Linked DNA regions of Mus musculus: all the other regions are linked to region 3. The links are chromatin contacts, called in public Hi-C and HiChIP or PLAC-seq maps. All regions are on one chromosome and are shown on one strand. Each heading gives the region's core, a stretch centred on a gene start, on an enhancer-like site or on the middle of the called end of the contact. The rest is flanking DNA. Distances are from core to core; before and after follow the strand shown. Region 1 has its middle 31 kb from the start of Gm4710. Region 2 has its middle 76 kb from the start of Gm4710. Region 3 holds the start of Crim1 (cysteine rich transmembrane BMP regulator 1 (chordin like)).

Evidence for each region. A called contact is a pair of places that touch in the nucleus more often than the background predicts. HiChIP or PLAC-seq counts read pairs in DNA pulled down with a chosen protein or histone mark.
Region 1: a Hi-C map of embryonic fibroblasts shows a contact between it and region 3, with 3 times the contacts expected there. The contact joins the enhancer-like site here to the promoter of Crim1 in region 3. A contact is called at or near these places in 8 of 39 promoter capture datasets (the 3T3-L1 cell line, the C10 cell line, cranial neural crest and 4 more) and 1 of 484 Hi-C or Micro-C datasets (embryonic fibroblasts).
Region 2: a contact with region 3 is called in an H3K27ac HiChIP or PLAC-seq map of embryonic fibroblasts, with 34 times the contacts expected there. The contact joins the enhancer-like site here to the promoter of Crim1 in region 3. A contact is called at or near these places in 5 of 39 promoter capture datasets (cranial neural crest, frontonasal cranial neural crest, hippocampal neurons and 2 more), 4 of 484 Hi-C or Micro-C datasets (adipose-derived mesenchymal stem cells, cortical neurons and embryonic fibroblasts) and 4 of 115 datasets of contacts at active chromatin or transcription factors (astrocytes, embryonic fibroblasts, embryonic forebrain and 1 more).

Annotation. Positions count from the first base shown.
Region 1 is chr17:75,890,894-75,893,593 of GRCm38.p6, forward strand. No RefSeq gene overlaps it. Among named protein-coding and RNA genes, the nearest start is that of Gm4710, 31 kb to the left of the region's middle. Within about 2 kb of position 1,323, at least 12 of the 459 cell types and tissues checked have an H3K27ac peak or open chromatin away from gene starts, as enhancers often do. A contact at or near this core is called in embryonic fibroblasts, where this site is marked.
Region 2 is chr17:75,935,473-75,938,172 of GRCm38.p6, forward strand. No RefSeq gene overlaps it. Among named protein-coding and RNA genes, the nearest start is that of Gm4710, 76 kb to the left of the region's middle. Within about 2 kb of position 1,334, at least 45 of the 459 cell types and tissues checked have an H3K27ac peak or open chromatin away from gene starts, as enhancers often do. A contact at or near this core is called in adipose-derived mesenchymal stem cells and embryonic fibroblasts, where this site is marked.
Region 3 is chr17:78,198,854-78,201,553 of GRCm38.p6, forward strand. Crim1 (cysteine rich transmembrane BMP regulator 1 (chordin like)) reads left to right here and starts at 1,395. Exons shown (of 17, transcript NM_015800.3): 1 at 1,395-2,246. The coding sequence starts at 1,916. It overlaps Gm32282 (predicted gene, 32282), which reads right to left and starts at 1,172. Exons shown (of 2, transcript NR_168063.1): 1 at 741-1,172; 2 at 397-498.

The DNA of each region.
Region 1 (2,700 bases), core at 73-2,572, 2.3 Mb before region 3:
CGGGGCCAAGAAGTGGGAGTGGGTGGGTAGGGGAGTGGGGGGAGGGTATGGGGGGGCTTTTGGGATAGCATTGGAAATGTAAATAAAGAAAATAACTAATAAAAAAAAGCAGGGCTTTCTCTCCCTGGTGACAACAAAGGAAATCACATGGACTTAAATGTGGTGTTGCTGCACTGGAGAAGGAGATAGCCAAATGGTAGGGACCTGAAAGTGGAAGGATGCCCATCTGCAGAACCATCAGAAAAAGTCCAAACCCAACTGAGACCTTTCTATCTTATTGATATCTTATTAATTGACACCTTAGTAAAAAAATAACCAGTCAATCCTGCCTGGATTTCTGACTTAGATACTGTTGTCCTTTGTCAAGGTGTGGACATGGATGTGAACATAATGGGCCAAATTTAGCCACCTGTGCCCTCTAAGTCCCAGGTGGATTAGTGCAGTAGCTATGTACACCTTCTTCTGAGAGCAGCGAAACAGAATCATCCTTTCTACCTCTGATCCAGGTAAAAGGGTGTATGCTATGAAAACTGGAGTTCCATGGGAAAGCTGCTCTGGCCACTGGTTGCCACAGTGAGCCACAGAAAGATGTTAACTGTATCTACAGAAGGACACCAAACAGTCTTTGTTCTAGTGAATTGCTTTTGGACTGAAGTTAGATCAATAATGCTACAAACAAAGTCAGTCATTAGAGAAAAAAGTCAATAGTAATGTATTGTGAAATCTCCATTGCTTTACTATAATTCATTTTGGGGGACTCTTTTTATCATAATCTCTGAGTTTAGCTGTTCAGCCATAATAACGTGGGTTGTGTCAGTCTTGAGTGGGTTTCAATTGCATAAGTCCTGAACTGACTTGGCGCCCATCCTTGTGCTTAGTCATCAAGCAAGAAAGCAAACAAAGGGTTTTTGCAGAAGTCATGGAGGAAGCTTGGCTTTCATACAAGAGAGTGGTCATATGTGGGGAAAGGATGGTGGCAGTAGAGAGAACAGAATAAAGAAATGACCTCACGGACCAAACACCTGAATGCTGCTCCCATTCCCACCGTGGACATGCTAGACAGTCTTGTGATTTTTATGATTTAATACCTTTAATCTGTGTGTTTAAGTGTGTACATGTATGTATGTATGTATGTATGTATGTATGTATGTATGTATGTAAATATTTGTATGCGAGCCTGCATTTGTTTGTCAATGTAGGCATGTGTCCCACAGTATACATGTGAAAATGAGCATACAACCTCAAGGGTTAGTCCTTACCTGTTATCTTGTTTGAGACAGAGTCTTTTTCTTTTGTTTGCTATCCACATCTGCATAGCCCTTGGTAGCTGGCCTGAAAGATTCTGGAATTACCACCTCACCACAGGCGTATTGGCATTGAGGACACATACTACCTTGCTTAGCTTTATATGGGCTCTGGGCAGCTGAACTAAAGTCTTCAAGCTTGGGCAGCAAGCACTTTATCCACTGAGTCACCTCCCCAGCCCTGATTTTATTATTTTGGCTCAGCTCCCCGAGCGTCTCCATTTCCCTATCTGTGGAATGTTTATTTTAAGTAGGGGAATCAGAGGGCAAATCTAGATATAATCAACTGAATCCACACTCCATCAGCGATGTGAAGGAAACAGAGTGCTCAGGTACAGAGATTGGCCCAGTTACCTGATAGACAAAGAATAGCATTCAGGGCATGATTTAACCATTTCAATGTGACATAACAGTTGACGGTGAATTCATGCCTGATGGCAGAGTAGGTTAGGTATTGAGAGTTAGAGGAGTAGTTGAACATTTCTATTTATCTGTACAACCTTGATCATTAGATTTTCTAAACTTAAAAAACTGAAAAAAATGAACAGAGGTGAATTTTGACTAGATGCTGTGATTTTGCAAGCCTCCCTTAGAGTGCAGTTGACAATGATCTATAAACCAATACTGTTGATTGTTTCTAATGTCCATTCGATTAACAATTAATAAAAATAGCTTTTAATGTAATAATTCTGATGCCATTACCTTATGCAAATATTTCCTATCATAATTATGGCGAACAAGTAAGAAATGATCAAATCTCTACATTTGGTCAATTAGTGAGTTTGAGAGTAGAATTTTTATGGATAATTACTACAAAGTACCTTAGACTACAGAGTTCTAAAAATGGGCCATATTAACAGGACAGTGACCCCTTAAGCCATTGCAATGTTGCAATGGAAACATCTATGTCTATGATGGGTGGACATAATGTCTCTAAATTTAGATAAAAGCTTCCTTTCTCTCTTGTTTCATTTATCATAGCTTTTTTGCTTTTTTTTTTTTTTACAGTATTTTAAAGGCTGATACAAAAAAAAAAAAAAAGGACATGAGATCTTTAAAACACAAAATTGCAATCCATTGTCCTGTTTTCAATTGTGTTCTGGTTTAGACTTTTTTAGAGGAGGCTGTTTCTTTAAACTCTCTCTTGCCCTATTTGAGATTAATCTGCGGCAACACCTGCTAATATAACTGGACCTTCCATGGCACTAATGTGAATCACTTAGCTATTTAAAAAATGAGAGGGAGTAGCTTTCACCCCTTTGGCCATGTGCTAGGTTTAAACACTTACTTTGTCAAACCTTAGCAGGCAGCCTAAGTGAGGGCACTGCAGAGGAGATGATGAACAGACCTGAGAAAGCTGCAAGCATCTATGACACCCCTGAAGGTGAAATTCACC
Region 2 (2,700 bases), core at 84-2,583, 2.3 Mb before region 3:
AATTAAAGCAACTGGGTCAAAATAGGAACTGGATGGCAGGAGAGGTGTCTATAGTAATGAGAGTCACCTGTAAGCAGTGTGAATTTTGGAGCAGACTGCATGCATGATCCTTAAAGAAAGTGAAAGAAAACAGAAGGGAAATAAGTTAGAAAAAGGCATCTAGGTGACAGATAGGTCTCCAGAGTGGTTATATAGCTGAGAGAACACACAGGAAAAGTGTCTAATAATTTTATTAAGACACAGTTTATGATCTGTGTCCTGTCCTTCAATTCTTCATGAAATGTTTGGAATCCTCATAGTACTTTTTGAACTTCAGATTTATTTTTACTTTTGGTGTGCAGGATGAGCAGTTTGGGCAGTAAGATGGGTGACTTGAACTATATAAATCAATGGAATTCATATCAGTTTGTATCAAAGTATAATTTTATTGCTTTTATTTCTCCAACTTGTATAATCGAGAGAGCCTAAGGCAAGAAATTGAAAGCTATGGTCCGATGTAAAAGGTGTCCTTCCTTTGTTGTGCATTAGATGATCTTACTAATAGACTAATCTTGGGAAACTATTTGCAGGTTTTTAAAAGGTCTGGATGCTATTACTACTATGAAAGCAGTTTCCCAACCATAATATACTCCCAAGGTAAATGATGTCATTTCTTAAGCTCACAATTCACAAGTGAAATCTTCATATTCTTTCATTTTGTACAATAACTACAGCATGGGTAGCATGAGAAATGCTCATAAAGTGCTGAGTAAATGAATAAAGGCTTTGGGTCACCTATATTCTCCCTGCACCAATCTTAAGGAACTCATTCACAAAAGAACTGAAGCCATGCTTGTTTGCTGTATAATATTGGACAGAAAATATCAGCAGGGATGATTTAAGAGAGGATCACATTGAAGAATTCAAATGGGACTCAACAGTGAGAATGGTCACAACGGATAATGAATATCCCCTCTACAGAGTTTAAAGAGATTGGATTCTGTTCTCTTTGGAGCAATTTAGTTCTAATCTTGATGAACTTGAAGATCTCGCAGCATCTTTTCTATCCCTTTAATCTTGGGATTAAAATGAACCTGAAATCTTTAGTGTCTGGAGAAGCAATTGATGTCCTCTGTATAGGCTTAGATAACACCGAGTCAGAAACAAGTGTGTGTAGTTTGGCTGCCTTTTCAGTTGGCTATTTTAAGTATATCTACAGTGAGCATAGCTGATGTACAATTCTTTAATTAAAAAAAAAAGTAAAATACTTTGTGGGCCTTTTTGCTTCCGATGAGTCTTGCTGACGGCATTCACCCTGTTACTCAGGATCCTTTGGTGTGAGTCATAATGGTAATGTGTGACTTTGAGTCTTGTGATTCATTTGAGGGTGGTTCTTATTATTTACAGAACAATGCAGATGAATCACTTCTGATATTTCAAAGGCTTTATATAAATAGCCATATAATATACCCCAGTTTCTGGCCATTGAAGCTTTTACAGTTGCTGTCCTTTCATCTGGGTTCCTGAAACTTTCTTTTCCATTTCCAGAGCTGTAGTTGGGTCATAAGCATCATGGAAAGAGGCCTCGGCAGGATTTTCCAGAAGGTGTTATCTGAAAGAATACTGACTCCACACATGTACATTTGGAATAAAAGCACAGTGTTTTACTTATATGGAGAAAAGAGGCTCGCCCTACCATTGTTCATGCTCCTTGGGATGTTGGCCAAACAGTGACTACTATCTGTGCTTACCATCTCTGAGAATGTCAAAGCCACCTCCTCCGTGGAGAATGAGTACAGAGAATGGAGGGCTGGATAGAAACGCCACTCATTCACTTGGCTTCCACTTGGCCCTCCAGTCAGTAACTTCAATAAGTCTTATTTACAATAGGCTATCTCTGAGTGTTTCCTGTGGTCTTGTGATACTTCCTCCACTGTTTCAGTATAGCCGACCTGTGGAGAGAGCATACATGTACATTGGTGCATGAATAGATAAAGGAAACTTTATGTGGACTTTACAAAGAAGGAATTCTTTATCTTTCTGTTAGAACATGAATGAAACTGAGGCATTTAGTATTAAGCAAAGTAAGACGGGCACAAAAAGAACTGGGTTATGTCTTGACACATATGGTTGATAAAATGTTAATTACATAGATGTAGAAAATAGGACAGTTACTAGAGGGTGGGCTGGGGTAAAGAGTGTCAAAGATTATAACATCTAGCTAGACAGAAAAATTACATGCAAGAGATCCACTGTGGGATATGGTGACTGTCCTTAATAAGAATGTACTACCATTTCAAAAATCTCTAAGAGAATATATATATGGCGAGAGCCACAGAGCTTCTGAGGCGGCGCCATCTTCGGCTCCAGACAACCAGCCACCTTCCTGGTGAGTGCACAGGGGTCCGCCAGCCCGAGAGGTTTGTGCCTCAGGCCCCGGCGGGAGCCTCCTTGGCTCCGGGACTCCGCGGAGGGCAGGCTGCACAGGTGACGGTGTGGAATACAGAGGCCAGCCATTTCTGGGACAGGCGAGAGCCACTGAACTTCTGAGGCGGCGCCATCTTCAGCTCCAGACAACCGGCCACCTTCCTGGCCAAAGCAACACAGCTTCTGGGAAAGATCCTGTTTTGGGCCTTCTTCTTCAGCCAGGAGGAGGTCCAAACACCAGATAACTGTGCACCTTCCCTGAAAGAGGAGAGCTTGCCTGCAGAGACTGCTCTG
Region 3 (2,700 bases), core at 145-2,644:
TGAATCTGTCCCACAAACAAAATTCCAAAGGCATCTTTGTGTCCTTTCTCCTTGTACTGGTGCCATTAACTTTTGGCTCATTAGTCATGATGCTCCTGATCTAACTAGCTGCCACCTATCTGCAGCAAGACCATGCACAGGCAGCCAAGCCCACTTCACACCTGCTCCAACACCAGGCGGGTTTTACATAATGATTCAAATCACTCCCCCCTCCCTCCTTGGGCTGTTTTATTTATACTCCTGTAAGGGGGCACGGAGAAAACATCGACGGGGCCACTGGTTCTCTCCTGATGAGGGATCAGAGCTATCACTGGGAGAATCTCTGAAATCATTGAGGAGAAATCCTCCACATGTGCACAGCTCCTCTCCAGTTGTTTCATGTCTCGCCACAAAGAATATATTACCACCCATCTTCTTTATTAATACATTCGTGATAAATCTTTTAGGAAAGAAAAATGGGAGGAAGAAAAGGGAAACACGCCTCTTTAGCTCGCGAGCCTGAAAAAACAAAACAAAACGGCACAGTCAGGTGGCATGTAAGGATGCCTAGGCTCTTCCAGCCTAGCGTCATGTCAAGACTTGTAATCTAGTGTTGAGCCTTACTCCAGAGAGGATTAAGCTCTGTTACTTTCCAGTCACCCCTCCCATGATACAGCACCTCCACACAGACATACAGAAGGTGGATCATTAAAATTCAAGCTGCAGCCCTCCCCAACATTGTCCCAGCTCAGAATATTTACCTAGACCATTTAAAGCATTCAACCCCACCAGCAGTTTCCCTGGAGATGTCTCCAGGTTTCCAAGACTCCATTACATAATATCTTTTACAAAGTCTATTCCCAGCTCGAGTGGAAGATGGATTCTCGTCCAGTTTGCGGAAATTCCACGCGTTCGCTTCCCTTTCCTGGGGTTCGATCCGGCCAGTGCCCAGCCTAGGCTGCAGCAACAGCTCCGGCTAGGATCCCCGCCACTCTCTGAACTCAAAACTACCACCCGGAGGTGCAGCCGTCCCGCCCCCGGTGCTCCAAAGCTAGCCCTCGTGGCCCGGTGCCGGCGGGGGCTCGCGTCGCTACGACTGTCTCAGATCCCCGGCCGCAGCGCGCTCGCGGGGCCGGGCCCCGAGCCCGGATGATCGGCAGCAGGGCCGACTCGGTGCCGGGCTGCGGAGGAAGGAGAGGGGGAGGAGGAGGAGGCGTGGAGGGAGGAAGGGCCGGGGCAGCCCCGGAGGGAGGCGAGGGGGAGGGGAGGGGGCCGGCCGGCCCGAGGGTGGGGGGGCAGCCAATGAGCAGCGCGCGGCGCGGGGAGGGCGGGGGGGGGAATGAGGTAGGATGGGGGAGGGCGCAGCCGGAGCGGCGGAGGCTCCAGCCATAAACAAGCGCCCGGAGGAGCGGCGCGGGAGAGAGCCGAGCCGGGCACAAGGAACGGACGCCACGGACCTTCTGCTGAGCCACCGCGCCCACTCGGCGGCTCGGGAGGCGGGGACCGGCCCGGAGGCTGCGCTGCCGTCGTCTTTCCCCGGCAATCAGGAGCAGCGCGGAGGACCAGAAGGAGCCACCAGCCCTTCTTCGGAGCGGTGCGCAGCCACCGCCGCCGCCAGAAGTTTGGGTTGAACCGGAGCTGCCGAGAGGAAACTTTTTTTCCTCTTTTCCCCCTCCCGCCCGGGAGGAGAAGGAGGAGGAGGGGAAGCCACCCGCCACCGCTGCCGCTGGCGCCAACGCTCGTGGGCTCCGGGTCGGCGCGGCCCGCAGGGGCGGCGGGGGCCTCGCCCCGCGAGGGGAGGAGCGCCCCGGGGGCCCCTAGTGGGGCACGAGGACCGCGGGCTGCGGGTGCGGCGGCGGCGCGTGTGCCCCGCGCAGGGGAGGGCGCCCGCCCCGCTCCCGGCCCGACTGCGAGGAGGAGGCGGCGGCGCAGGAGGATGTACTTGGTGGCGGGGGGCAGGGGGCTGGCCGGCTGCGGGCACCTCTCGGTCTCGCTGCTGGGGCTGCTGCTGCTGCTGGCGCGCTCAGGCACCCGGGCGCTGGTCTGCCTGCCCTGTGACGAGTCCAAGTGCGAGGAGCCTCGGAGCTGCCCAGGAAGCATCGTGCAGGGCGTCTGCGGCTGCTGCTACATGTGCGCCCGCCAGAGGAACGAGAGCTGCGGTGGAGCCTATGGGCTCCATGGAGCCTGCGACCGGGGGCTGCGCTGTGTCATCCGCCCCCCGCTCAATGGCGACTCCATCACCGAGTACGAAGTGGGCGTCTGCGAAGGTACGGCTGCCCTGCTGCGCGCCCCCTCCCACCTGGCGGGCGCGGAACAAAGTTTGCTTGAGACTTTTCCCAGAGGAGAGAGGGTTCCCGGGGAGGAGGGACGGTCGCTGTCCCCTGGAGGGTGCCCTAGATGCCTGCCCAGGGGCGGGCGAGGTTGGGTTGCGTGGGTGAGCTCCGAACACGCATAGACACACACAGGTGCGGTGATTAGGGCTTACACTGGGTGGCCTTTCTCGCCCCAGGCAGGGGTGCCCTGTGCGGGGGCACACTGCGGAGTCTGGCACGCACAAGTCCCTCGGGGAGTCCGCCCCTGCTGCCCTGCCCGCATAGCGCAGTGTGGCACCGAGGGCGTACGCAGTCCGCGCAGCCGGCTTCTGATAGCGGAGTAGACCTGTGCTCCAGCCTGCACTCCCTATGTGACTCTTACTATTTTTTCTTTGCGCTCTTCCTTCAC